Regions from separate parts of the Arabidopsis thaliana genome. Here region 1 is linked to region 2. The links are chromatin contacts, called in public capture Hi-C maps. All regions are on one chromosome and are shown on one strand. The core of a region is the stretch at or near the end of the contact, and the rest is flanking DNA. Distances in the headings are between cores, read along the strand shown. Region 1 holds the start of FMO GS-OX3 (flavin-monooxygenase glucosinolate S-oxygenase 3). Region 2 holds the start of AT1G62290 (Saposin-like aspartyl protease family protein).

Region 1 (2,700 bases), core at 30-2,529, 150 kb after region 2:
AGGTTAGGAGTTTCACAAGATAACTAGAGAAAATTCCAACTGCAACTTGTCTCAAGAAGGAAATGTAATTATAGATAAACGAAAGAAAGAACAGAGGAAAAGAACAGTGATGTTGGGTAGGAAAACAGGTGAATGACTTTCAACGTGCCTGAACTAAAATGAAAATTTTCCCCCATAAAATACATAGCATCGTACCAATTAACGTAACGATCCTTTCACCCTTTGTATTTCTGTGTCTAGTAGTTGAAGAAATGTTGGTTGAATTCAGTTTGGTTTCTCTATGGTCCATACGTAGAACATCAACTAAAATCATAAAGCTAATTAAGAATTGTGATATAGTGTGATCTAGCCTACGCATCTCTTGCATGTTTTGTGTAGGACGATTTAATTGTCTCTAAGAAAACACAACTCTCCTTTTAAAGACACCCATATATTTCTTTTAATTTATATATATTTGAATATATGCTCATTTAAAAACACTTATATAAATAATCAATGTGGATGCTCTCAAAGTTTTCTTGACAGATTTTGGTGCTAAATTTTTAAGGTACATTCCTGGATTTTTTTTCATTGTTTTCTATTTTGTAAATTGACTTATAGAGAACTTCTATTGATTTTTAAAAAAAAATCATAGCGCGAGTAAATGATAACGGTAACGATGAAATCTAATGAGTAATGAGAATGAATATGTATACATTGATTTTTGAATTTATTCGTAGTGCGAGTAAGTGATAACGGTAAGTCTGTAACGATGAAATCTAGTAATGATTAATGATTTCTCTTTCTTATATATATATATAAATGAAATCAGCGATGTGGAACTTTCGATGGATGTAATAGTAGCTTTCCAAGGATTGTCTTTTTTTTTTCTTGTCCACGAAAATATTAACTGTAGACAATTATTTGTTGTCCCATCTCCACCAAGATTCCTGCCTTGCAAATTCCACACGTGTTTTCACTTTCTTCACCAACCTACTGGATTTCACTAGTTTGTCTGTAAATTAACTTGCTTGTCTACGACAGCTAAATAAATAAGGAATCGTAAAAGACTAGATTTATTTAATAAAGAAGTTACGTTTATAACGAAAAAATATTTCTTAGCAAAATAAGATTATCTTGTGATGAAGTTTCATTTCAACAAACATAAGATGAACATGATAAAAAAAAAATCATAAGAATAAGAACACAAAAAGAAATGAAAAAGGACCTATTATTAAATAAATAAACTTTGACAAAAGCAATGCCCGGAGCTTAAAAGGTCACATAAAAATTGAAAAATTTCTAATCACTTACACGTCGTTCACCGAACACGTGGATTGGAATGAGTAATAAAATTCCATAACCATTAGATGAAATGTAACATCTGTAATCTTGCCATTAAAATATAGTATTTATATTTGGCCTGAAGCTGATGCAACTTATACACAAAACCTACTATTATTAAGATTTGACAAAATATGGCACCAGCTCAAAACCAAATCACTTCTAAACACGTGGCAGTGATCGGAGCCGGACCAGCCGGTCTCATAACGTCTAGGGAGCTCCGTCGTGAAGGTCACAGTGTAGTTGTGTTTGAACGGGAGAAACAAGTCGGTGGTCTATGGGTTTACACACCTAAATCCGATTCCGATCCACTTAGCCTTGACCCCACCCGATCCAAAGTCCACTCGAGCATCTACGAGTCTCTCCGAACCAATGTCCCGAGAGAAAGTATGGGTGTCAGGGACTTCCCGTTTTTGCCACGTTTCGATGACGAGTCAAGAGACGCGAGACGTTATCCAAATCATAGGGAAGTTCTTGCGTATATTCAAGACTTTGCTAGAGAGTTTAAAATAGAGGAGATGATCCGGTTCGAGACCGAGGTGGTTCGCGTTGAACCGGTTGACAACGGGAACTGGAGGGTCCAGTCGAAAAACTCCGGCGGGTTCTTGGAAGATGAGATCTATGACGCCGTCGTGGTTTGCAATGGTCACTATACAGAACCAAATATTGCTCATATTCCTGGTAAAAATATTAATTTATAAATACTCACCTTTTCTTTTAATAACAGTGTAAAAGTTAGTTGAGAATAACCAAAAAATGTGTATCCATAGGTATAAAATCGTGGCCAGGAAAGCAGATTCATAGCCACAACTATAGAGTTCCTGATCCATTCGAAAACGAGGTAATTTTTTTTTCCTTTGTAAAAGAAGGTAAAGCATATGGTCTAGGTTAAGAAAACTTTCTACATCATTGCGTCTATATGGAAGAACTCCATCTCTCAGTTCTTGGAAGTAAAGCATTGTTCGTATGCATTTAGAAATTTAAATTAGCTCTATCAGACGCTTGGGTGATAGGAGGTATGATGCAGCTTTTCAAGTTTGGCTTGCAGCCCAAGCTTGATTAACTCGCATCTAATTGTTCGGACTACAAAATTTTTGAAAAAATCTTTAAATTTTTCTCTCGATAAACCGTTCCGTCAGTTGTAAAAATGCTATTTTTTCTTTGAATATAATTTAACATTAGATTCAAAAAAAAGATAAAAAATTAGCTCTATTAAATTATTAATACGTAAACGTAACTGTAAGTTGGTCCACAAAATTATATATCATAATTAATTTCATTTACGATCTATATTATTGTATTGATATTTTGCTAGGTGGTGGTGGTGATAGGAAATTTTGCGAGTGGTGCCGATATTAGTAGGGACATAGCTAAGGT
Region 2 (2,700 bases), core at 51-2,550:
TGTAAAGCTTACCGAGAAAAAACATTTTCCTGATGGCACCCAAAGGTTAGAGCTTCCGGTATCAAAAATGACAGTGAACTTCTGCGGTGGAGTACCAATAGCAATCTCACCATAGTACTGAGCATCCAAGTAATTCTTGAGCGGGACAATATCAGCATCTCCAGAATCACCACCAAGATTGTTGTTGTACGAACGCAAAGAAGATCTCAAGGCCTCTTCTTGCTTGGAACCAAAGCGTGTTGCGAGTCGGTTGTTAGGATCCAACTTCAGTTTTTTCAGGCCAACTCTGAATGTTCCATCATTTCTCTTAGAATAAGCAGTGAAAAACAGCAGAAACGACACAAAGACCGAAAACGCAACCGCTCTCGAGTATACTCCCATTTTGACCTACAAAATCAAAGCAGTCATCAACAAACTGAAACAAATAGAAGTTACAAGAACATGCAAGTCTACTAAGACAACTGTTCCTCGATGCTATTTTACAGACTAAATGTGTAGCTTAAAAAACAAAGTTACAAACAAAAAAAAAAAGAAGATTTTGCAAAATGAAAGAGACTTTTGACAACGATAACTGTTAGATAAACTTAACAAAAAACAATTTTGAGAAAAAATGAAACAGTCGCAAATCAGCAAAAGGACTACATATTTGATGAATTATCGAAACAAATAATCTGATGACAACAAGATCTAGAACCATGAATTTTCAGTTAAATTATCGATTAATAATTCGAATGTGTGACAAATCGAAAACAGAGTATTAAAACATGTTCATTCCTAACAAAATTACACTATAATTACAAAATCAAACCAACCAAAATTTTATAACAAAGCAGAACAAAAGTGTCATCATGAATCAAAGTTGGAAAACATGATAGTAAATTAACAGTAGTTTTGAGAAGAATCAAACCAACACTAAAAAAGCTTCAATCAAATCATCAGATTTGAACATTTTTAAGACCAAAACCAGACATGCAAAAACACATACATATTCACCAATACATAATCTAACAGAATCCAAACACAGATCATGCATAATACAATCGAAGAACATAGGAAACTAAATTAACCACAAAAAAAAAAAAATGGAAAGACCAGATTTATCAAAAAGAGAAAACCTGAAGTTATCAAAAATCAAGAACTCGGAATATTTAGGGAGAGAAATTTAAGAAATGGTAATGAGATCGATCATAGCAGAAGTACTAGAACTCACCAGAGTGTTTAAGCACCAGATTCTGAGAAAGACCACAACGGCTTCAGTTATCGAGGAAATGTTATGCAGCCACGATATTAAAAGTGGGACCCACCTAGTTTCGTTTTGATCTAAGCCGTTGAATTTAATAGGCTAAAGGTTTTGATCGTTGACGTGTTGATAAGATATGACCCACTAAGTTTTGTTGGTAAGTTGCTACACTCGAGCTTAATTTACTTGCTCTTTCGGATTTTTTATAACTGTTTAATTAGACAATTTTAGAATTTCCAAAATTTGAAATAGTTTTTAGATTCCAAAATAGATTTTCAAATTTTGTGAGAAAAAATAACATGGTTGAAGAAAAGGGACAAAAAAAATCATGTTTGGATAGTTTTTCATGGGCCTTAAAAGCTCATTCTATTTGGATAAGGGTTTCATAAACGTTTGCCACAAACCTGAAATTAACCATGCATGCAATAATCAATATAACAATCTCATCAGGAACACATGATCCTAACAAAAATAATAATCATATGAACTACATATATCATACAATTTATAAACAATACCCATATTTAACTCGATAATATCATATGTCCACATGAGTCTCAGGTATATGATTGACATAGTGTCGCAATAATGCTCCAAAAATAAGGATTTGAGCAATTACACATACGTAAATGAGAATCTGAACAATTACAAACAAAAACAACCATCAAATGAGAATTTTGACATGCTATAAGTTAAGCTCAAAAATGGAAAAAAAAAACGAAAGCACCTAACCTAAGCTTAGTGTTAAGATGGTGGTGCTTCATTTAAAATATTTTTCTAGTTGTTTGTCTTTCTTGCTGTGCAGATAGATGTTTTAATATACTCAATTTCATCACCACGTACTTATTAAATCATTTCGGAACAGTTCCCAAAGTTCTTGAGCCATCAAAATTTTCAAAATAACCAGTTTATGTTCTTTTGTGATTGTTTAAACATGATTATTTTGTTTAAGAAGATGAGAAGTCTCGAAGGCTAAAGAAGAGGGGCAAAAAGAACCATGAAGTAATTTCTTGGTCTCTTCCTTTCTTATGTCCATTTTATGATTTTGATATTTTGCTCTGACTGCCTAGCTAGCTATGAAAACTTTAATTAGTCACGTCTTTGCATCAGATTTTAATTTGTTATTTGGTATGAAATTTTATCCCCAAAAGTTGTTCAATGACATTCAAAATTACCGTATTCTTGTTGGCATTTCAAAATCTACTTTTCTTTTTCTTGTTGCAAGCTGTTTGATCATAATTAGATTTCAAGGTTTGAATAATGGCTCTTGATGTTTTAAAATAAAGAGACAAACAAGAATAACATGCACATTTGGGTTCTCACCAATTCCAACGATTATGTTGTCTATAGCAGTCAATCCAGTTAGATCCTTGCCAATCAATTGTGCCCCAATGATATCGTTAACATGTGTCTTTTAGTATTCAGTCCAACCTAAATCACACAAGCAAGTTACGATGATG

Evidence for each region. Capture Hi-C pulls out chosen DNA fragments and counts their contacts.
Region 1: a contact with region 2 is called in a capture Hi-C map of root, with 2.3 times the contacts expected there. A contact is called at or near these places in 2 of 3 other capture datasets (root and seedling).

Annotation. Positions count from the first base shown.
Region 1 is chr1:23,158,455-23,161,154 of TAIR10.1, forward strand. FMO GS-OX3 (flavin-monooxygenase glucosinolate S-oxygenase 3) reads left to right here and starts at 1,280. Exons shown (of 7, transcript NM_104934.3): 1 at 1,280-2,004; 2 at 2,094-2,164; 3 at 2,639-2,700. The coding sequence starts at 1,458.
Region 2 is chr1:23,012,301-23,015,000 of TAIR10.1, forward strand. It overlaps AT1G62290 (Saposin-like aspartyl protease family protein), which reads right to left and starts at 1,301. Exons shown (of 13, transcript NM_001036142.3): 1 at 1,211-1,301; 2 at 13-387. The coding sequence starts at 381.